Regions from separate parts of the Gossypium raimondii genome. Here regions 1 and 2 are each linked to region 3. A link is a contact called in public Hi-C data. All regions are on one chromosome and are shown on one strand. Each heading gives the region's core, a stretch centred on a gene start, on an enhancer-like site or on the middle of the called end of the contact. The rest is flanking DNA. Distances are from core to core; before and after follow the strand shown.

The links. Hi-C and Micro-C count contacts between places; a contact is called where the count stands out from the background.
Region 1: a contact with region 3 is called in a Hi-C map of leaf, with 2.5 times the contacts expected there. The contact joins the promoter of LOC105766021 here to the promoter of LOC105766015 in region 3. A contact is called at or near these places in 2 of 2 Hi-C or Micro-C datasets (both in leaf).
Region 2: a Hi-C map of leaf shows a contact between it and region 3, with 3 times the contacts expected there. The contact joins the promoter of LOC105766009 here to the promoter of LOC105766015 in region 3. A contact is called at or near these places in 2 of 2 Hi-C or Micro-C datasets (both in leaf).

The regions. Positions count from the first base shown.
Region 1 is chr5:37,407,351-37,412,185 of ASM2569854v1, reverse strand. LOC105766021 (transcription factor bHLH90) reads right to left here and starts at 1,757. Exons shown (of 8, transcript XM_052631644.1): 1 at 1,391-1,757; 2 at 1,099-1,266; 3 at 918-999; 4 at 428-496; 5 at 1-311. The coding sequence starts at 1,491. LOC105766022 (proline-rich receptor-like protein kinase PERK13) reads left to right here. Exons shown (of 9, transcript XM_052631645.1): 8 at 1-576; 9 at 895-1,157.
Region 2 is chr5:37,058,580-37,062,961 of ASM2569854v1, reverse strand. It overlaps LOC105766009 (protein NSP-INTERACTING KINASE 3), which reads left to right and starts at 1,600. Exons shown (of 11, transcript XM_012585305.2): 1 at 1,600-2,439; 2 at 2,763-2,895; 3 at 2,983-3,054; 4 at 3,201-3,344; 5 at 3,446-3,517; 6 at 3,656-3,715; 7 at 3,803-3,900; 8 at 4,000-4,137. The coding sequence starts at 2,337.
Region 3 is chr5:37,260,908-37,265,773 of ASM2569854v1, reverse strand. LOC105766015 reads left to right here and starts at 2,377. Exons shown (of 9, transcript XM_012585311.2): 1 at 2,377-2,579; 2 at 3,322-3,650; 3 at 4,658-4,691. The coding sequence starts at 3,328.

The DNA of each region.
Region 1 (4,835 bases), core at 508-3,007, 150 kb before region 3:
TATGTGCCAATTAGCTGCTTGAATTGCTCATCTTGAGAAATATAGGCAGAATCTGAAGCAAATGGTGGATGTTCAATTGAAGGACTGGAACCACTGTGTGATCCATCCAAGCTATGATGGGAGTTTGAATCTGATATTGGTGGAATCAATTCGATTCTCGGAACAAAAGTCGACAAGCTGATGGAAAATGGCAAGTTATAGCATTTGTCAAGATTTGCTTTTGCATAGTTTTCTCCAGTTGTGATTTCTTGTTTTAAAACTGCATTGCATTGAGATGTTACCAACTCTATGAGGTTCTGATCTTTCGGCATCTGAATCAAAAGGACAAATTACATGTTTATCAGTAGGAGAAGACTAATGGGTTTCATATGAATATCTTAATTTCATTGTGAAGTAATGGTAAGTCAAAAAGGCCAAAGAATCTTGCATGTTCCGAAGTGAAGAGCTCGATAAGACCACTGAAAACTGGGATCAGAACTCGGGTTCCTGTCATTTCCTGCAGAAAACTCATTGATCATATCAAAATATGGACACCGTAGAAGCAACATCTTCAGACAAATTATTGTCATATATAAGGTAAAAAACTACAATTCAAGTAGTCAATGCATGTAAGTGGTTTTTAAACATTCTTAAACCAGGCATGACAGCCCACATTTGCATCTTGAGAAAGCTAAAACTGCTTAATTTGACTCTTCATTTTTCTTGAAATAAATACTGGAATCTGACACATATATGGGAATGGATATAGAGATATCATCCTCCATATATATGGAAAACTTGAAGAAACTAAACATGTATATTTTGGGTTTATTTTCACATTTTTTTACTTTCACTTGAATCCGACTACCATATTTTCTCATTTCTATCTGTTTTGCATTGGAAACTGGCCAAAAGAAGGTGAAAAGAGTGACAACTACCACATTTGAAGACTGTGAACCAGAGGGATTGCCATGGTTAACCCAACTTGGCTGATTTGACATAGCTACCTCTCCATGAATCCTGGGGTTTTTTTCAGTGTCACAAAATCAGAATATTTGTCTCTATATCTTGAATTTCCCAAACTGAACCAAACAATTTTGTAAGTTGAGAATACTGTACCCAGCATAGAGAGAAATGGCGAAAGGAAAATGTGAAAGAGCTTCACAAGCCTTTGATCTTATGGAATGTTGGAAATGACCATCCCTGCAAAATGGCTTCTGCGACTCATCTTTTTCCACGTTGACATTAAAACAAGCACTACAACAACAATCTTTCCATTCAATAAACCTTCAAGAAAAAAGGGGGAAAAAAGCTTCATTTGAGTCGAATGACTCCCTCAAAAAGAACAAAGAATGAAGATAATACTGGTTATGGTGATCAATGGTGATGAAACAAGTAGCTTGAGAAGTACCTCGATGGATCATCACCCAATTTCCAAACAACACAAAAATCCCAACCTTTACTATCAACAAATGGTCTAAGCCATTCCACTGCTCTATCAAAACCTCTCATTGTCTTTGTAACCACTGAAAAACAACCAAGAAATTACTGAAAATCATCGACTGTCTCACTATAAATAAACCAATCACAAGATTCTAGAAAATAAATGGTAAAGATATAAAAAGAAAGGAATAATTTTTAAAGCTAAAAGGCACTGTTTTATGTTAAGTACAAGACAAAGGGTAACCAACTAATATTTGGGTACTCAAAAAAAGGGATCATCTTAAAATTGGGTACAAAATCTGTGACAGAGAGGCATCTGATGCCGGCAGTAACAGTGGCAGAGGCAGTTTTTTACTTTTTAAAAAATCATCAGTCTTTGTAAACAACCGTTCAAAAGCTCCTTGTGACAGCTACCTCTAACTGCAAAAACCCATCTTTATCCGGGTGAGTACCAGGATATTATACGATCAGACGATATGAATTTGATATAAAATAATTAAAAATATGTTATGAAAAATGATAATGGGTACCATATCAATAGACCTGTCCATGGGCCGGGCGGCCCGGCCCGGCCTGACGGCCCGCCCCAAAATATGGGAGGATTCGGGTAAAAATATAGGCCCGAAATACGAGCTTGGGTAAAAAACGAGGCCCGTTTAAAAAATGGGCCGGGCTCGGGCTCAACTTTTTGACCGGGCCCGGCCCGGCCCGAATATAATAAATATATATTTTTTATTTTTATTTTTTAATTTTAAAATACTTTAAAATATATTTTTTATTTTTTATTTTAAAATATTTTTGTGTTTATTAAAATCGGGTGGCCTGGCCGAGCTCTAAGCTTATTATTTTTCCTGCCGGGCTCTGGTAAAATTTCAGCCCATATTTTGGGTCAGGTTGGCCTGGGCCTAAGAGTTGGGCGAAAATTTTTTCAGTAGGTCGCCTTACCATGGACAGTCTACGATCAATAACAGTTGTACCAATAGATTTCATACCATTTCGGTTCCAGATTATTAACAATTCATTTAAGTTTAATTCCACTCAAATTTTCAGATATATTTTATATATAAACTTTTACTTAATTAGTATAAGATTTTTATATTTTAACAACTTTTGTTTCTTAACCTTTTTTTTCATAGTTACATGAAAATATATATACCCATTATATTAAATTATTTATTCTATTTTTTTTGAAAGAAAGGATACATATATTATGGCAGTGACTTATGCAATAGATAGGCATTAATATCATTCACTAGGGTTGAAAGGTTCAAGCAAAATAGAGAAAACACATCATACACAACAATCATACCCTATATACTTATGTTTCATATGCTAACTTTATTGTGACAATATGTGCCATGTTCTAATTAGATATATGCTTAATATTTTTGTAGTTAACGTGATCACTTATGATCAAGGTAATTGTTGTAAGTTTCATTTGAATTTGCTAAGAATTAAATGTTTACCTATGGTTGTTTTCCTTACGTGTAGATCCTTAGATTGTGAAACTCTCAAAGTCGAATCAGTGCAGATATCACACTATCATCAAGTCGGGAAAAGTATGTTCATTTTGGTACCTATCATTGTGGCATGTATATAGGGTCCTTTGTTATGTAAATGGTCATCATTAATGTAAATGGTTGGATTTGCGTATTAAGGTTGGTAAATGGCCTAGTTATGCCTAGTTTTTTTATCATGAGTTTTGTATTATTTGAACACTTGATTTCAAAAATTTCGTAAGCTTTATTTGGAATAGGTTGGCATGATATATTTCTTGATGAATGTGAAATGAACATATATGTTAAAATGTTTTTGGTAGGAAGCATTGAATGTGTTTCAAAGTGATATTTGCCAAAACAGGAGGTAACATCGCGGTGAAAAGCTCCCAACATTGTGACTTAAATTGACAGTAAGTGATGTTGTGACCTCAAGTTTCTGAAGTCGTGACAACACTCACTGATTGATGAGGTCGTGACAAGATTGTCATAGTGTCGCGACATCATCTAGTGAGTTTTGAAAACTTTTCCATTAAGTCCTGAACTGAACTTGGGTTAGCAAAAAAGTTTTGGTAAGTTTGTATAAGACTCGAAAATTATTATAAAACATATTGAGAATGTGTTTTATACTTGTAAGCATGTTGGAATGGTTAAATCATATTGAAATTAGTTGTAGTTTCTCCGGCAACGAATGTGACATCTTGTAGCTCAAACCCTGTGATCGGATCGGGCAAGAGGTGTTACACACCAACACACATAACTATTTTAGTGATCTATTTCAATAATTATCAAACCTCATAATCATATTATAAAAGGAAAGATAACAAATCCAAGGGTACTTACCTCTTGAATGAGCCAAAAATCAAAACAAAACTTCTCTAGGACTTTGTAATGTGATCCAACCCAATTCAGTTTTTCTATTTCTCAAAATAAACTTTAATATTTATATATAAAAAAATTCATCACTATTTTACCCCCAACAGAATTTGGATGATTTTACCATTGGTAAAATTTTAACCATTTTACCCTTAGTAAAATTTCAAGAAAATATGTTCAATATTTCACAACTCAACATGTTCACTATGACCGAATGGTTTATTTTTATTTTCAGGCTTCAAAATAGTCCTAAAACATAAACTCATTCGTCCAATCATTTTTTAAGTAATTCATATAGGATTGCAAATGCATCATTTCCATTTCCATTTCCATTTCTAGAAACCTACATTCATTTCCATATGATTCCATTTCTCCATTTTGAAGAAAACCATAATCATTCTTAAATGTTTCTCATTTCACTTTTCCTATTCATTTTGCTCATTTCTATTCAAACATGCAATTCATTTCTAGTTTCAACGAGCTAAGCTAGCTGAGGGATCGATTGGACATATGTAGTTGAGGCTCAAGTGATTTATAATTAAGTTTTGGCTTTTCGCCTATTAATTATAAACTCATTTAATCACGAAGTAATTCCACTATAGTATTATGACTGAGCTCTCCCCAACGATATACGATTACGAAAGTAACTACTCAGTGCTTGTTCAATGACCTTGTCATAAGTGTGTTACCCTCATAGGATATCATTGATCTCTTTGGGATCATATTCGTTCTTCCAATATGATCTTATTTTATCTCATGGTAATAATTACATCTTCCTTCATGCAAAGTCAATGTAACAGCTCATTTTTCAGTGGTGCCAAAAATAGTGGTTGCGAGACCACAAATCCAACGAGTGAGTTCGTATAATTAGGATTTAAATTATACGAGTTAATAATAATTTTTATTGAATTATGATTTGAGGAATTTTAACCAATTGAATTAAAAGTTAGTATGAGTGGTTTGGTTCAAAGTCAAGTGGTTATTGAAAATGAAATATTAGGACTCGTTTCCGTAATTTAAGGCCGTAAATATTTTTATTAA
Region 2 (4,382 bases), core at 351-2,850, 200 kb after region 3:
ATTATATTTAAGATTTTGACGAAATTGGTGTTACTCATCAACCAATTCCTACTTAATCGAAAAGTTACTAAAAGCTCGTTATTTTAACAAAACTATATATGTTTATTTTGAGAGTAATTTTATCTTTTATATAAAATCTGAAAAATACTTACACATAATAAAATTTAAACTGAAAACATTATAATGTTAAATATTTTAATTTTACCATTTCAACTAAAATTATGTTGAATTGGTATGAATATTTTTAAAATTTTATCTATATTTAAATATTAATAATTATATTTAAAGTTGTGTATTAAGGGAGTGATTAAGTAAGTGTGATCCATCAATTAACTTGAAATAACCAAATACTCGGTTTTATAAAATAATAAATATTGAAAAGTTTTCACCGTACGCCTAGTGTTAATTAATTAAAGTTTTTTAAATGAATGAAATTGGTTTTGCGAAGGTAGAGGTAGCTCTAGTGAACACATACTCTCACTCTCCTAAAAATACTAATAATTAAATGAGAGAATATTCAATTTTCCCAATGCGACAAATATGCTTTTGGGTTTTTACTTTTACCTTACTTCAAGGCATTCATATTATAATAACAACAGTAAACTTTATGGCGCAATTTTACTTTTCACTTTATCCCAATGAAGTTCAACTTCGTGTTCTACTGACGTAAATAAAGTTTTACATTAATATTTATAATAATTGATTTTCATAATTTGTACCTTAATTCTTTTAATTTGCTAGTTAAATTTTTAAGTATGAATCTAAAATATTTATTTGGCATAATAATAAATATAGTTCTTAATATTTATTTACTTTTATTATTTTAGCCCTTATTCTTTTTTGTCATTTTGGCCTTCAGTATTTAAAATTTAGTTAAATTGTTTGTTTTAGACGAAAAATTATTGAATTGTTAAAATTTTAATGGCATTGATGTGGCAACTCGTGTGATAATTCACGCATAATTCAAAAAATTAATAAAAAGTTAAAAAATTTATAAAAATTTTAAAAATGTATTCATATTATCAGTGAAATATGCATAAAATACCATGTGAACTGCGGAGTCAAAATGATAAAAAAAGAAGATTAAAATCAAAATAACAAAATAAATAAATATTAAAAGCTAAGTTTACTTTTATGTCTAGTTCAAATTATGTCCCTCTCGCTTCTGCCAATATTTTATAAAAGAAAAAATTGAATTGTGTTTTGAACAACTTAATTGAAAACATTTTATTTTTACTTGTGAAAATTAATAAAATGGTATTTGAACAACAACAACAAAAAATCTAAAAACTCACACAATCCCTAATTTCGATTAAATTGAACATTCTTTTTAAAACATTCTGCACATTGTAGCGAGGTGGCCGATGTGTGCAGAACTTTAACAGAAAAAAATTACAGTAAATTAATAAAAAAATGAATTTAATCCGAAAACCAACAAAGTTGAGGACAATCCAAGCACGTGATCTGTGATTCAGTCCAATCACCGATTTTTAAACAATCAATCCCTCTAAAAAGAATCCAAAATTCATATTTTTCTTTTATGTAGAATTTCACCGTTTTAAAAGTGGCAAAAAGAAAACAGTGTTTTTTTTTATTTTCATAAGGTGTCTGCATCTGAAAGTGTGTCGACTTTGGCCTTTTGTTTTGGCCTTTGCTTGTTTGGTTCTTTCTTTGTTTCATTGATCTTTTTATGCTTTGTGTTTTTAAATTCAATTTTTAAAGAAAGAGAAAAGTGAAAGCAAAAGGATTGCTTAAAGAGAATGGTTTTTTTTTCTTTTTTTGAATCAATAAGTGAAAAGAGCATGGGAAAGCTAGAAACCAGAGAGTAAAAAACCGCTTGCAATTTGTGGGGATAAATCAAAACATATAGAATATCAAACACTAGCATTTTCAGATCTCTAGGATCTCAGAATTTCAGTGGGGATAAATCAGGAACTTGTTGCTTGTTTCTCGAGAAAATTCTCTTTTTCTCTTTTAGCTCTTTTGTCTTAGCTCATCCGCTTCTTCATTCTGTTACTTTTACTTACCTTTCGATTCATATTTGTATGAAAACAAATCATTTTTAGGATCTGGATATTGATCAAAAACAACAAGTTTTGATTTTGTTTTTCAAGTGAAAAAGGTTAAAAAGGCAAGGAATTTCCTTTAAAAGTAATGGTGGTTTCAGTTCTTGTGGTACTGAAAGGGACACCTTTTGCTGGGATAAGGGTAGAAAAAAGACTTTAGCTTCATGTGAAAGATGGTGGCAGGTCATTGTTGTGCTGATCAGTGGGCATTGATTTTTTCAGAGAAAGTAGAGTTTGAATGAACTGAGAGACTGTAAGAGTTTTAACAGTATGGAAATAAAGAATTTGATGCTGTTTAGACTGGGGTTACTGATTTTGGCATTGAATGGGGTTTCCTCTGCAACTCTTTCTCCTACTGGTATAAATTATGAGGGTTAGTTTCCTTTTTAAAGCTTTTCTTTTTGTCACTTACCTCTAAACTTGAATTTTTGAGGTATCATTTCTGTTGTTTCTCAAGTAGTGTAGTGGAATTCATCAACCAGTTCTGAGTTTTCTTGTTTGAAATGATTCACAGTTTCCAATTTCTTTGCTCTTTTAATTTTTGCTTTGATGGACTTGAAGAATGTATGAACTACTTAGTAGCACATTTTCAGTTCGTGTCCTTGTTTTCATTAGTTTTACCACAATTTTGCTTGATAAGAAACCAGGTTTCGCTCACCTATTTTTCCTTCCATTTATGATGAATTTCTTGATCAGTGGTTGCTTTAATGGCCATAAAATCGAATCTACACGATCCATATAATGTTCTCGAAAATTGGGATTCGAATTCGGTTGATCCATGTAGTTGGAGGATGGTTACTTGCACTGCAGATGGATATGTTTCTGCCTTGTAAGTTTTTCATAGTAACTTGAAATTAACCGAGATTGTTGGTGGTTGTTAGTAATGTAAACTCCTTTTTGTTCCTTACTTGAACAGGGGACTTCCTAGTCAGAGCTTATCCGGGTCCTTATCAACATCGATAGGTAACCTTAGCTACTTGCAATCAGTGTAAGTTATTGTCTCTTCGGTAACTACACTTGCTTATAACCTATCAAGCTTTAATCCATGTAGTTTGTCGGGTTTTCCTCATTTCGCGACCCAAAGTTCATGGAAAGCTCATGCTGTTATTGTTTATTTGTTTGACGTTATTGTAGGTTGCTTCAGAATAATGCTATTTCAGGTTCCATTCCAGCTACCATCGGGAAGTTAGAGAAGCTTGTAACTCTCGATCTCTCCAACAATACTTTCAGTGGTGAAATACCTGCCTCCTTGGGGGACCTGAAAAACTTAAACTATTTGTAGGTTTTGTAACTTTTACTGCATTGCATATCGAAGCTCCTCTCTGAGTTTCTTTCTAGTGGATCTGTTTCTTATGTTTATGCTTCTTGAATGTGCTCAGGCGGTTAAACAACAATAGCCTTACTGGAGCCTGCCCCGATTCTTTGTCAAAAATCGGAGGTCTCACTCTTGTGTATGCACCTCAACTTGTGAATTTTATCTTTTGATGGACTTGAACTGGCTATTTGAAAAACCTTAAAATCTATATGATATCTTGTTACATTATCCGGCATGTAACTCACTTTTTGGTTGAATATAAAACCTGTAACAGGGACCTATCTTACAATAATCTGAGTGGTTCCCTTCCAAAAATATCGGCAAGGACTTTCAAGTGAGCAATTCCTTCTCTTGTTATAAGATGTTTATAATGCATGTTATTGCGCGGTGTATTTAATTGCAGTTCTGTTTTTACTTCCAGAGTTGTTGGAAACCCTTTAATTTGTGGACCTAAAGCAAGCAACAATTGTTCTGCTTTCTTTCCCGAGCCTCTTTCTCTCCCACCTGATGGTCTAAAAGGTGACTAATACTGCTTTTGATATTCCAACATTGTTTTCCCATGTTACTGTTTGATTAAATGTTTTGTGAATTTATGGATCTTTTTCTTAGCTCAATCAGACTCCGGATCGAAAGGTCATCATGTAGCTGTTGCTTTTGGTGCTAGCTTTGGTGCGGCTTTTTTCATCATACTGTTTTTGGGGTTACTAGTTTGGTGGAGATATAGACGCAACCAGCAGATTTTCTTTGATGTTAATGGTTAGCTCCGTAAACTTTCCAAATCCTATTATTGTACTGTCGTATAAATATTGGAACTTGTGGAACCTACAATGTTATGTTAAACAACGTCATCATCAAGGGGTTGTAATTCACATGTATATGCGGCTTCCATGAAGCTCCAATCTCCTACGATCACTGCCATCAATTTTTACGAGCACTGCCAGCAGGGACACAAAAGTTTCTCGGCATGTTGCATTTTCTTCCTTTGAAAAGGTTTTACAGTA
Region 3 (4,866 bases), core at 1,128-3,627:
TCCACAACCTGAATAAATAAATTTCTCGTAAAAATTCAAGTTTTTTGAAAAATAAAGTTAATTCTAAAATGGAAATGAGTGATCAAAATGAAATTTGTTAAAGTTGAATTACTAAAATGAGTGTATAATATCATTATCTAACCCCAAATTAAGGACGAGATGATCAAAATGAAAACGGTTTGTAACAACAATGCTCTTTTTGTAATTTTTTATTTTTGATGTCCAAAGTGAAAACTTATGAAAGTTAGGTGATCAATTGTGTAGTTTACTCTAAATTTTAACAAATTCAAATTAAATATTTAAAAATGAAAAGACACTTGAAAAATTAAAAAAAATCAATTAAGCCCCTCTTAACTTCTTGCACCCAATTGAACCCTCAAACTTATAAAATTGACCAAATCAGCCTTTTAATTGATGTTGACAATTAGTGTCTAAAGAAATCTCTACGGTGGCCATTAATGATTACCACATCAGCCTCGATTGCTGATATATTGATTCCACATCAACAAAAATAAAAATATTATATTCATTTATGAGATTATAAAATCATAAAAAATTTTATAAAAATTATCAAAATAAAGTAAAAATTATAAAAAAAACACAAATTATAAAAATAAATCATAATTTTTTAATAAATTAAATCTCGAGTAAACAAATCTATTATGAAAAAGATGCAATTTGATATTAAAAAAATTATAGCTCGATTGTAAATTTATCAAATTATTATTTTAAATTCAAATTCAAATTCAAATTCAAATTTTTATGGTTTAATTTGACATGAGAAAAAATATTTTAATAATTTTTTATACTTTTATGATTTTAAATTTGATTATAGTTCAATTATTTCTTTTTTTTATAGTTTTTAATACTTTTTATAGATTTATAATTTGATAAATTTTAATAATTTTATAATTTTATAATAAATCTTAAAAATGGCAGCACAATATCTAAGTTCATCTTGAACTTAAATTTTTATTTTATTTTATGATGTGGTAGTGACATGGATCGCCATGTTAGCATCTATTGGCTGAGTTAATGGACACATCATGGATTCAATTAGAAATTAATGGTCAAAGTTAGTTAAAGTGTTGATTTGATTAATTTTATAAGTTTAGGGTTCAATTGAGTCCAAAAAATTGGGTTATTTTACTTAAATAACTCAAAAAAATAATTAATTACATAAATGACTTTAATTAAAAAACAATCACCTAAATTACCTGAAATGAACAATAAAATTGAGTTATGAGGACTAGATGGCTGACACCACTATTTTTTCTATTAAAAAAATAATTTTTAGGGTTTTGGACACTAGATGGCTGGCACCCATGTATTTTTTTTTCAAATTCTTTTTTAGGGTGTTGGCACACTGATGGCCGACACCCCTTTAACTGATTAAAAAAAATATTTTGGTGAGGTATCAGGTGCCGACCAACAAAGACCCAAACTCACCCAACAAAAGGGGATGAGAATATTGCAATATTAACTCCTCCTTATTTTCCCATCTTTTTTATTTCCGAAGTTTGCTTACATATTTTATATTTTAAAATAATATTAGACTCCTTATCATGTTTGTTAATTATTATTGCATCACTCACATTATTATTAAATTTAAAATTAATTTAAATTTAATATGCATGATTAAATTAGATTTTTTTATAAAATTAGAACCTCCTTTAATGATTTTCATCTATAAAAAAATTCTAATTTAATTGTACATATTAAATTTAAATTAATTTTTAAACTTAATAATAATGTGAGTGATATAATAATAATTAACAAACATGACAAGGAGTCCAATATCATTTTAAAATATAAAATATGTAATCAAACTTAGGAAATAAAAAAGATGGGAAAACAAGGAGGAGTCAATGTTGCAATATATCCCATCCCCTTTTGTTGGGTGAGTTTGGCCTTTGTTGGCCGGCACTTGACACCCCAAAAAAATAATTTTTTTAACCAGATAAAGGGGTGTCGTGCCGGCCACTAGTGTGCCAGCACCCAAAAAAACTTTTTTTTTTGAAAAAAATATATGGGTGCCGGCCATCTAGTGTCGAAAACCTCAAATTATTTTTTTAATAGAAAAAATAGTGGTGCCGACCATCTAGTCCCCATAACCTAATTTTATTTTTCATTTCAGGTTATTTGGATGATTTTTTTCGAATTTAGGTCATTTACGTAATTAATTATTTTTTGGAGTTATTTTAGTAAAATAACCAAAAAATTGAAAAAGACTTAATTGAATTTTTTGAAAATTTTCGAGGATCTACAATACCATTAAGCCAAATATTTAATACGCCGTCATCAGTGATCACAATAATTCAGCGTCGCGTAAAACAACTAAATTTGTTCCCACGTTTGTTTTTGTGATTGTTAGGAAACGTGTCGTGTTTTTAAAGAATGTGTAAGTAGAAGGTAGAAACCTCTTAGCTCGGGTCTCATTTGCCTCCTCAGACTTGACTGACACAAAAATTTGACTCCCAAGACAAAATTGATTGGGTTTTTTTCTTCTGGAAATTCCCAATTCCAGTAACAACGATTCCAATAAATCAGGATCCAAAGGGAAGAACACTCCAATAAAGGTAAACAGTACTGAAACTCTGCTTTTGTTTTTTGCACTCAAAACTACGATTACAAACCAAAAGCTTGTTCTAGCTTCAACCTGGAGTCTCTTGTTCGATCAAATTCTTAATATTCTTATTCGCAAACTGTACGAGCCTTAAAACCCATTTTTCTTTTCATAGTTATCGACTTTCCTCTCTTCCATTTTTAGTGTGATCTTAGCTTTATTTAATGTGCCCATTATTTCTATATTTATGTTTAGTCTTGTTGTTTAGTTTTCTTGTTTTACTTCCTCTGTATCTGCTTCCTTCTGTTGAACTTAGTTCTATGGGAAGAACCCATCTAAAGTAAGGATTTTGGCTCTAGATTTTTGTTTTTATTTTTTTAGTCCTTTAATAATCATTTTTTTCTGACTTTTTATTAAATGGTCTTCTAGCAATTAAATACTATAACCCCATTTATTCTCAAAAAATTACTCTTTTGGGAGCTTAATATAGTAACTTTGCTTTCCAGCTTCTAGTTTTTGATTGATTTTAAGAATTACCCTTCGGAATGTTAATAATAAATTATGAGTACCAATGGAACAAGTAGTAGCAATTTCTCGGTATGTTACTCCACCACTTTGTCTTTCTTAAAGTATTAGTGTTGATACCCGTGTTAGACACAAGCTTTGAAGGACCTTTCTGGGAGAAAGATTTAACATTACAGAGTAACATAGATTTCTTGAGTTTCTTAACAGGATCCTCTAAACATACTTGGCAGCCTAACATGACTGCCGATACCACGACCTTAAGCTACTGGTTGAACTGGAGGTTCTCATTCTGTGCATTGTTCATCCTAACCTCAATGGTTGTGGCAGCAATTATAATCTGGAAATTTGAAGGTCGGAAAAGATCGGAAAATCGAGAGGTAGAAAATAGGAAGGAATCTCCGGGGATCTTATATGAGGATGAAACTTGGAAAACATGTCTTGAAGGCATTCACCCTGCTTGGTTGCTGGGTTTCAGAGTGTTTGCTTTCTTAATGCTTTTGGCATTACTTATGGCCAATGCTGTCATTTCTGGAGGTGGCATATTTTACTTTTATACTCAGTAAGTGATATCTCTTAACCTTTCCTATTCTTGGTTATATTGAATGCAATTTTCTTGATTTAATGAACTTGAATGACTTTTCTTCATCTTGCTGAGGGTTCATTATATATTGTTTCTCTATGTTACTCTGACTCAGGTGTCAGTGCTGGATATGTGTATTTGTCTGTCTTGGGTATAATTAGATTCTTTTTTTCAAGTTTTTACTTGTATTTGGAGAATCTTTGGAGGTCATATCCCTATATCTATGTGTCGGACATGGGTGGTGGACATGTTTACTTCAAGAAAAGTGAGTCAGAATAACATAGTTGTACTTGCGTTCATATTCTGCATTGATTCTAGTTTACCATAGTGGATACGGCAGATAATTTGTCTAAATTTGATCTTTGTTAGTTAATTTTCTTTCTACGGTAGGTTTATTCAAAAACCAGGTTAGACCATGCTAAAAATCTATGTTATTCGGACTCGTTTATGAGTGTCAAATGTGATTAAATATCTGGCATAAGTAATTCAAAAAACAAATAGTCAAAGTCAACAAACACTAAAAATATCTAACTGTGCAGCACCCTGTATAACACTCAGCATGGTTTTAACCTATATGCACAATAATGCTACACTGTACTTTTTCGTAAATGGTTTTCTATGTTACTTGGATTGTTGGACACGGATATGTGTCAAAAATAGGTATGGTCAGATTTTTTTCTAAATTTTTCAATGTACTTGGAGGTTAGATATAAGTTTCAGGCATGGATACTTCCAAAAAGAGAAAATGAAGAGTTGGAGCTACATAAATTCTTCAAAAAGCTTTTGATGATTTGAAGCACATGATTACATGAAGGCTTCAAGTTTTCTAGTCACGAGAATTTACGAAAAAAATGAGCAAAAAAAGTTTGAGATAATTTATATATAATCAAGATGCTATCTGTGTGATTTCATTCCCATTGATCTTTACTGTTGCTAAATGTTTGAAATGTATTTTTTTTAACTGATTCGTTTTTGTTCCTGAACAGGTGGACATTTACTTTGGTCACAATCTACTTTGGGGTATGTCTCTTGCTATGTTACCTGAACTTTGATTTTCCGTATCTGGCATATCCATAACGAGGGCATCATACCTGACATTCATCCTGAGTCTGGGTCATTGGTTAAAAAATCAAATTGGACCGGCCTTCTCAACCAGTTAAACTGGAAAATGGTAGATTGACTTGGAAACTTGTTG